Regions from separate parts of the Mus musculus genome. Here region 2 is linked to region 1. Evidence: chromatin contacts called from public promoter capture Hi-C data. All regions are on one chromosome and are shown on one strand. The core of a region is the stretch at or near the end of the contact, and the rest is flanking DNA. Distances in the headings are between cores, read along the strand shown. Region 1 holds the start of Eif4a2 (eukaryotic translation initiation factor 4A2). Region 2 holds the start of Ccdc50 (coiled-coil domain containing 50).

Region 1 (5,068 bases), core at 824-3,323:
AATTTGCTCTGTAGGCCAGGTTGGCCTCAAATTCAGAGATCCCACTGCTTGCACCTCTACCTCTGCCTCACAAGTGCTGGGGTTAAAGGCTTGCACCACCACTGCCTGGCCACTAAGAGTATTTATAGTTAACTTTGATAAGGCTACTTTCAGATGATAGCTGAGTATCCTTATATTGGTGTCAACTCCATCTATACAGACTTACAAAACCTTAAGAATCTATGCTTTATTTTTAGCTCATGAGTTACTTGGTGCTATTTATGCTGTGAGAACAGGATAAGCACAGTGTTTACTGGAAACACCTCATGGGGGATGGAGACTTTGATTTATTATCTTCTAATTTATTATTATTATTATTGTCATTTTTTTCCAAGACTGGGTTTCACTATGTACCTCTGACTGTCCACTATGTAGACCAGGCTGGCCTTGAAACTCATAGAGATCCATCTGCCTCCATGAGTGCTGGGATTAAAGACATGTGTGACCATACTCAGACTATACTTTTTAAATACAAAATGTCTTCCACAGTTATAGTCTAAAGGTTAGCCTTAAATATTTCCTCTTAAGGGACTTAGGAAAATCCTCAGGGCATGTAATGACAGTACTAACCATAACGAAAACATCTGTTAGGCACATGTAGTCTTCCTCAGAAAAACTGAACTTTGTTGAGTTTCTTAGATCAGGAAGTATTATTTATTTTTATTTTTATGGCAACTTTGAAAGAGACTCTACACAGGATGGCCAATCCATTTTGTCACTCACTCACTTGTCCCTTGAGGCAAGGTCTCATTATATAGCCCTTGCTGGCCTGAACCCTCTAAGACTTGCAGGGATCCACGAGCCTCCACTTCCTGAGTGCTAGGGTTAAAAGTCCATGTCACCACACCCGGTCTCTATTTTGTCATCATTTTGTAACAGTTTCTGACACAATAACTTCCAAATAAGTACAGGTTTTATTTTTGAGTAAGGATAGCACATAGGGCTGGCAAGATGATTCAATGCTGGCCTTAGGGCATGCTGACCTAAGTTCCATCCCCAGGACCCACTTGTGGGATCCAAGTAGTAGGAGACGAATCAACTCCTAAGAGTCGTCCGTTGACTTCCACGCGCTGAGGTGCACACTCAATAAATAAACAAATACAATTTAATCTAATTTAATCTTTTTAGAGCCAAATACTTTTCGTAAATTACCAAACTGAGCCTTTTCCTTCTCTGGTTAGTCAGTCTTTGGTCTTCTGAATTAATGAGAAAAATTTTTGAGTGTTCAGGATACTTTCATATTTTAAAATTCAAGGATTAAATATCTTATATTTTTTTGCAAGGGGCTCGAGTTGTGGCTGACTGGAAACGTCTAGGCTTATGCAGCCATGCAAGTTTATTACGAGCAATACGAACTATATTGTCTCAATTTCAGTAAGGCAATATTAGATGATTAAAATCGTTTTTGTTTTTTGTTTTTGTTTTGTTTTACCAGAAGAGACAATCAGCTCTTGAAGTGCTAGGGCTGAGTCTGCCAGAAGCACCCATTTACATTTCTGTGTTACAAAGAATGACAGGTCCTTTGCACAAGTTGGTAGTGATTCTATCAGTCATTTCTCGCACCTGTTAGGTTGAAATTATTAGCATTATTTTTTAAGCCAGAGCTGAAGACGACCGACCAGAAAGAGATGAAAATCGAATCACCACCCTAGGGACATCTGTTAATGATACTACACACTGTGCTTCTCGTCTTACAAAAATAGAACTGCAAACTGGATTTCCTAGGATGTGCTGGGTGGCCGACATTTTCCGTGGCAGGGGTTTCACACGTTCCAGATCTGAATGGATATTAAATGGCTGGGCGAAATGCCAGGTAGCCCTTTCCTGTCACATTAAACAGCAGTGAGAACGGGCGGGGTAACCCTATTCTGTTCCGGCACGGAACGCGGTGGCTCGGACCAAGGGCACGCTGACGCGCAGGTAGCCCGGAGCTGCGTCCTGGAGACGCCGCCCGCCAGCGAACAGCGCCACCGGCTTCCGCCCTAAGCGCCCAGGGCTCCGCCGGCCTCTGCGGCAGGGCCGCGGAAACCCCGTAGGAGCAGGGCGGCCGAGGAGCGCGGCGCGCGGTCGCGCTGCTGCAATATTCTTCCGCCGAAAGCAAAGAGTCCCAGACCCGTTCCCGATTCGTGGATCTCCGGGAACGCTGTAATACCAAGTAATAGTGAAATGTGGATTTTGTCATCGACTCCTGTAGGGCTTCACCTCCGGTAACAAACTCCAGGAGTACAATTTTGTGGCTTCCGAAAGGGGAATAAGGAAATTCCTCCGCGAGAAACGGGTTCCGGCCGCGAGCCTATAAAAAACGGGCGGCGCCGTCCGCCTGTCTTTTCAGTCGGGCGCTGAGTGGGTTTTCGGATCATGTCTGGTGGCTCCGCGGATTACAACAGGTACGGCGCTCCCGGGGCGGCCGGTGGCCTGTAGTCAAGGTCACTAGGACCCGCGTTGAGGTGGGTTGCTTGGCGGCCACACTGCAGGTATGCGGGCTTTTTCTTAGGGCACACACTTCTCCTTGTGCCCTTCGAGAAGCTTCCATGATGGTAAGACTCCAGATGTTGGGGAGACAGGACGGATACAAGAACGGAGTATTAAGGATGCCCTTTCTTAGGACACATTGTGACATCTTGGCTGCTGCCCCTCCCCGTACGGGATATGGCAAGCGGAGCCGTGGCGCAGACTGCTTAGGGGCGGGTAACCGGGACCCGAAGGTTTATTGGCGGCCAGTGGCGCGAGCTGGCGTTCTTAGGGTTCTGTCGAGATGGGAGATTGGACGGCCAGGGGACGATCACCCTGGACCGTGAAACGGAGCGACGGAGCCGTTGGCATGGACCTGCCTGGGCCTTTCGGCGTCAATCACGCCGGCTTGCGCAGAGTTAGGGGCGGAGCTCGGCGCGCGGAGCACTCGCGAGAGCTTCGCTTCCCAAGCGGGAGGGCCTGGTCCTAGGGCACTGAGTAAAGGGGCGTCTATACTTAGGGGTCCAAGTCCCAAGCTGTTGGGGAGGGCGAATGGCGCTTCGCAGCATTGCGGCCGGTTTTGAGGCGTTTTCAGCAGAGCACAGGGGCGCGGAGGGGAATGAGGTACGGGGTGGAAGGGCCCTTTAAGGGTCTCTGCGTGGCTTGGAAGCAGTATGTCTAACTGCAGTGTTGTTGTCAGCAGAGAACATGGCGGCCCAGAGGGAATGGACCCCGATGGTGTCATCGAGGTAAGGAGTGGGTGTGGACGTTAAAGGTTTGGAAAGGTACATTTTTTTTTCATGTCTTATTCATAGTTTCATTATTAACTTACAGAGCAACTGGAATGAAATTGTTGATAACTTTGATGATATGAATTTAAAGGAGTCCCTTCTTCGAGGCATCTATGCATATGGTTTTGAGAAGCCTTCAGCTATTCAGCAAAGAGCTATTATCCCTTGTATTAAAGGTAAAACTCTATTGCCGTTAGGATAAGTGCTCTGCACATACATGGACCGGAAAAGGGAAAGTGACCTTTGGGGAAGTACTAGCACCTGATTGTATTCCTTAAAGTGAAATGATGGCAAATCATCTTTCGGGACTGACCTGAAATGAAGAGAATACTCTTGCTGATCACTTATGTGGGCGTAACTTTATGTTCCAACTGGAATACATGGTGTATAGTAGAAGTAACGATTTGATGTGGGATCGGTAAATATGTATCCTACTTTTTTTAGGGTATGATGTGATTGCTCAAGCTCAGTCAGGTACTGGCAAGACAGCCACATTTGCTATTTCCATCCTGCAACAGTTGGAGATTGAGTTCAAGGAGACCCAAGCACTAGTATTGGCCCCCACCAGAGAACTGGCTCAACAGGTATTGATAGTGTAGTTCAAAAAACTGCTTGCGTGTTGCATAGGTTTCAGGTTTCACAACTGTGAAGAATTTAAAATTAAAACGTATAAATTGTCCTAGTCCTGTGAGAGCCCCCATTTTAATTGTCCATGCATGCAGGGAGTTTTGTTGAAAGCTAAGCAGGAAATGGGTATTGTAGGTATGACTTTAGGGATTGATTGCACCTCAACAGTTAAACCCATAGGTTTCTCAGGGTGGATTATATCTGTACCCATTTAAAATTTGGAATGCAGTTGTGCAACATGAAAACTGCAGTGACATGTTAAACATTTGACTGTCTCAGTAGTTTGTGATGCATCTGTTGCATGCTATGTTTTCAAAGCACTGCTATATTGGCTTTGAAGTAATACTTCCTGATGAAGCTGCAAGCTTTATTCGGGTCAAGATTATAAGGCTCAGTGCCTTGTGGGAAAAAATACCAATATTTGCCCTTAAAAGCATTTCACTACACAGTGGAGAATGTAGAAATTGATTATTTACGTTCCTAGTTGGTGTTTGAGGTAACAAGGTCCCAAGTTTAAAAAGAGGAGGGAGCATTAAGTTTAAGGTGAATTTTAAGCTTGAAATTAGTAAATTTTGTGCTATGCATGCATAAAAGCTGTTGGCATATATAATAGTGCAATTATGCCTTTAAGCTTAGTCTTAGACCTAGGTTTTATAGAATAACTACCATTTTTGGCTTTTAGATCCAAAAGGTAATTTTGGCTCTTGGAGATTATATGGGAGCAACTTGTCATGCTTGCATTGGAGGAACAAATGTTCGAAATGAAATGCAGAAGTTGCAGGCTGAAGCCCCTCACATTGTTGTTGGTACTCCAGGGAGAGTGTTTGATATGCTAAACAGAAGATACCTTTGTAAGTAGTGAATCTTAATGGTCCTTCTTATCAAAAGGTTATGAGAACTTGGTGATGCAGTATGACTTTCTTATTAACAGCTCCAAAATGGATCAAAATGTTCGTTTTGGACGAAGCAGATGAAATGTTGAGCCGAGGGTTTAAGGATCAGATCTATGAGATTTTCCAGAAATTAAATACAAGCATTCAGGTAAAGTTTATTTCTTCTATTTATTTGGGGTTAGGTTTCATGCAGGTACAGTTACAATAAAACTGAAGTGTTCTATTGTCGTTCCCCCTGCTTAAAGCATTTGATACATTACTATCTCT
Region 2 (4,719 bases), core at 2,174-4,673, 4.3 Mb after region 1:
CATTGCTACCTTCAGGCTCAACCTACAAGGCTTAAATCCTTTTTATGAATCTCAAGCCCAGAGGATACTGTTCCATCCTCACCAGGCAGCACTCACTAATTGGATGGATCTAAAAATGCCTCCTATCTTGAGCCTTTCCTGCTCTGTGGGTGCTTCCAAAAACAAGTCAAATAAAACAAAACCAAACCTAAACCCAAAACCCCCCAAAAACAACCATCCTTTTAATTCTGTCATTGCATGACAGGCTCACTTCTGCCTCTCTGCCCCTTTCCCTAATGGGTAAAACTGTTTCAAAGTGCCTGGCCTGAGGCTCTGCTTTCCTATTGGCTACTGGTTTTTCTAGTCACTATTTAGATTGACACATCCATGGTGTACTCCCAACCCCTTACCCACCTAACGATTGTCCTCATTTTGCTTGATATTTTGGTCTCAGAGTCTTTCAATGGCCAATTGGGCTTACTTGTTCCAAAATTAAACAGATTCCACTTTAATTGGTTACAAATGATTTCAATATCAATCTAGGTTCTGACCGACTCAAAATCTGCTTACCTTTGTTCAAATCCCACCTTACTTTCCCCTTTTATAGCATACCTTAACCTCATATGCGACAGCTGTGTAGCCTTCACTTTTCTAATGGGCTATTAAAACCATCACCAGCTCCATCTTTTTCTTACCCTTGCCTCAATAATGAAGAGCTCATATATTCCTTATAGGGTGCAGGTTTATCTCTACTCCCTAGGCAATGGACTGAAAGATAAATCTTGCCCTCTTTCTTCCCCAAATCACACTTAGGAAGAATAAATATTTCTGTAACTACATACATCTCCAGCCCAAACTAAAAGGCTGTTGTTGCTTTGTTTCTTTCTCTTGGCTTCATCTTAGTCATAGGTACAGGAGTTGGGGGGTGGGGTCTTATGAATGCCTAGAACTTCACAAGGCAAAGAATTACAATAGTCAAGAACTTTCAGCAAGGTGTTGGTATCACATGCCTTTAATCCCAACACTCTGGAGCTAGGAGAAGGGTGATCTCTGAGTTAGAAGTCAGCCTGGTCTAGAGTTCCAGGGCAGCCAGGGCTACAGAGAAAAACCCTGTCTGGAAAGAACAAAACCATACTAAACCAAAACCAAAGAACTTTGAATAATATGGGGCCAATTAAATTGACTTATAGAAGTGGTACTTCAAAACTACCAGGTCCTAGATTTACTTGTAACTGTAGCCAGTTACTCCTTTGCTTTTAAAGTCAAAAGGTTTCAACAAGACGACAAAGACTCCAAAACAGTGTTAAAAACACTAGCGATTGTTAAAAGCAAGGAATAAAATGGACTCTTAGCTGGTGATTTTTTTAAAAAGATTTATTTTTATTGTATGCCTTTGAGTGTCTTACCTTCATGTGTATATGTGTACCACATGTATGCTTAATGTCTGTTGAAACTAGAAGAGGGTATCAGATGTCCCTGACCTGGAGTTATAGTTAATTGTGAGCCACCATGTGGGTTCAGATACTCAGACCCTCTGCAAGAGCAACGGGTACTTTTTAAAAATGAAAGCAACTTTCTAGTTCTGACTGATGAATTTTAAATAATGTCTGTGGGCTGTGAGATGAATCAAATAGCAAAGGTGAATGCCTTTCCTCCCCTGGAGACCAGTGGGAAGAAAGAATAGACTTCCAAACTCTCCTCTGGCCCATCATGGTTGGGTTTAGCATACCAGCAGAAGAATGGAATGCAGACTCTATCATGTCTCTTTCTTCGGACTTTTATTACTTCTCCTCGTCACACTCATCAGAAGCAGAAACAAGGAGCTCCATGTCAGTCTCCAGTGGAACAACGTGGTGGAGAAGTAGAAAGAGAGAAGGAAAGAGAAGCAGAGATACTGTCATTATAAATGCTCTCTATAACTATAGGACAATTTAAAAAACAGGTCCATATATGGCAGGACATTTATAAATACCCCTAAAGCCACTTTGCTATACCTTCCTTCTTCACACTTTGTTTATGGAGTGCTCTCTATCTCTGACAGGGCTGTGCAAAATTTTCTTGTAAGGGTTTGATAGTACTTTAGATTTTGGGCTTAAAAGGCAAAATTTAAATGACTCATATTAAAAATAATTTAAAATGTAATATTTAAACAAATACAGTCACGGGGTTTCAGCGGGCTGGGTTTGGCCTGTGGGTAGCAGCTTGCCAACTTCTGATCTAATTTTTGCTCTCATTTACATCTTAGTTTTTGCTAACCAATTTTAGTGTCAAGTTAAAAATCATACCACTTCCTCCTGACCTCTCACACTAGGAGTCTGAGCTGAGATGGGAAGCCAGTTTAAGCCAGTGGCTGAAGTGACACGTTGAACTTTGACAAGATGTTGGGCTGACATTCCAGAGTTCAATGATCCTGCCAACAAGCTTAACTCTGAGGAGGAACTGTGCTTTGCTACTGTGTTTCCATCAGAAACTGCCCTCTTCTCCGCCTTCTCCTATCTTTGCTTATCTTCAGTTTAGTTTCATTGTCTGCTAGTGAGAGTGGCCGCCCACTCAGGAAACAGATACTAATTTGCTACTCTACCCTTTATGTAGCAAGCCTAGGGAGGTATTCTGCTCCACCGGTTTTGATCTCACACCCATTCTTTGATAAATATGCATGGTTTGTGGACTAATGGACTGAAAGATAAGATTAGTGAAAACCCAGTTTAGGACTGGAATGTTTCCTTTAGGGGAAGAGACAGTTCCTAAAGGAGCATGAATCTGTACTGATCCATAGGATGAAACGCGAAAAGTCGCTCATTTCAGAGAAACACAAATGTCAGAATTATAGACCAGTGAGTGGCATGCTGGAAGGGGAAGCCCATACAAGTCTCTGTCACAATCCCTCCACCCCCGAAACTGAACATCCGATCTGGTAGACATTTATAGTTTTTTGTTGATTGAGTGACTCAGTTCTCCCTGCTGGTTGTGAATATTCCGTTTCCAGAAGGGCCCAGAATTTAATTCAGTGTCTTGTATTCTGGTTTCTTTAAAAACAAAAAAACAAAACAAAAAAAGAAATATAAAGCACACACACACACACACACACACACACACACACACACACACATGTATGTATGTATGTATGTATGTATGTATGTATGTATGTATGTTTGTAAGTATGTATGTATATGCCCACTAATCCCAGATATAAGGATTTGTGGTGCCTGGCACTCAATAAGCACTTTACACAAGTCTTAAATCTCAGAGTGGAGCGCAGATAGGCTCTGTCCCGGCGGCGCCTAGCTGGCAGGTGCAGCCTTGGGGTCCCGGCCTTCAGGCCGCAGAGCTGTGGCCTGGGCTGGGCGCGGCAGGCACATAGGCGAGGGGAGGCGGTCTGGCTCGCACGCCTCTGCGTGCGGTGCAGCCTTGCAGCCCCCGCCCCCCGCCGCCGCCGCCGCCGCCTTTCTGGCACCTCTCTCCCTCCGTACTGGACTCCGGTGCATTTCCGGCCCGGGAGAGTCCGGCGTCCACCCGGGCCAGCCCGCGGGGTGGGCGTGCGCCGTGATCTCCGCGCGCCCGAGGCCCAGCGGCCGCCATGGCCGACGTGAGTGTAGATCAGTCCAAGTTGCCGGGCGTGAAGGAAGGTAGGTCGGGACTCGCGGGCTCCGGGGAGCCGGGCTGCGCGGGGCACGCGGCGCGGGGCGGGCTAGGAGCGCCGCGGGCTGGCTCGGTCCGCCAGCGGCTGCGGGAGGCCCTCGCCTGGCCGCGCGGCCTTGTTCTGCCCTGTGGACGCTTGATGTAGAAATCCCAGCCCTTCCAGGCTGGCCCAGGCCAGGGGGTGGCGTTCCGAGTGGAGTGGAGCCTTTGTTTTGAAACATGACCCTCTCCCTCCTCTTCTCCTTCTGTTCCTCTCTTCTCCCTCCTTCTTTTCTTTTCTATCCTCTACCTCCCTCCTCCTTTCTTTCCCTCCTCTCTCCCTTCCTCCCTTCTCCCACTTCTTCTTCCTAGTCTAGTGTCTGGCTGGCTCTTAGCTTCAAAAATGTTGAAAATCTTAGGGTTGGCATTGCTTTGAATGGTGGACCTCAAGCCCCTATAAAGATGATCTCCCCACTTCCATTTTAATAAAGACCAGGCTGGAGTGGGTGGGAGCTTGTGATCCTGTTACCCCCGTTGCCCCCCATGGCTGCTATATTGAAGTCCAGGAAAATAAGATTGACTAGTACTGGCCAGGCCTAGCTTACTTCATCTCTCCTCCCCTCCCCGGGGCCTAGCATTTTTATTGTTTTGGTTACTGGCTCATCTTCTTGTCACTCTGTCTTTCCCTTCTTGGGAAGCACTGGACTTCCATTATGACAACACCTAGAACGTTCAAGAGTGCTCTCTCTTAAAGCCATAAGTTCTGAGGGGGGTGGGGGGGGGGTCTTTGTTGTGGATCTCTTTTGTTTCACCAGAGATCTGTGGCCAACACGGTCTGGGACTGGGATGTGTGTGTTGTGTAAGTGAAGGAGTTTTTCCTTTCTTGAGACTTTAGGCTTCATTGCCAATTTCAAGTGACTCAGATGGTCTCGCTCTGGCCAATTTGGAAATCCCAAGACAATTAGTGACTACTTGGCTGCATCTGTCCTAGGGTTTCAGAGAAGCACCGTGGCTAGGAGTCAATGATTTTATGTTTAAATTGTAGTAGGTTTGGATCTACTCCATTGTTTCTAAAGAGTAATAATGCCTTCAGGCTGAGCTTTTGGTCTTGGTATTTTTCCA

Evidence for each region. Promoter capture Hi-C pulls out the DNA fragments that hold promoters and counts their contacts.
Region 2: a contact with region 1 is called in a promoter capture Hi-C map of pre-B cells. The contact joins the promoter of Ccdc50 here to the promoter of Eif4a2 in region 1. A contact is called at or near these places in 1 of 39 promoter capture datasets (pre-B cells) and 1 of 484 Hi-C or Micro-C datasets (muscle stem cells).

What each region holds. Positions count from the first base shown.
Region 1 is chr16:23,105,395-23,110,462 of GRCm38.p6, forward strand. It overlaps Eif4a2 (eukaryotic translation initiation factor 4A2), which reads left to right and starts at 2,074. Exons shown (of 11, transcript NM_013506.3): 1 at 2,074-2,426; 2 at 3,194-3,239; 3 at 3,325-3,457; 4 at 3,726-3,865; 5 at 4,591-4,759; 6 at 4,840-4,949. The coding sequence starts at 2,398. Snord2 (small nucleolar RNA, C/D box 2) reads left to right here and starts at 3,559; the gene lies at 3,559-3,626. It overlaps LOC115488690 (a small nucleolar RNA gene), which reads left to right and starts at 4,989; the gene lies at 4,989-5,068.
Region 2 is chr16:27,385,533-27,390,251 of GRCm38.p6, forward strand. It overlaps Ccdc50 (coiled-coil domain containing 50), which reads left to right and starts at 3,424. Exons shown (of 11, transcript NM_026202.4): 1 at 3,424-3,605. The coding sequence starts at 3,557.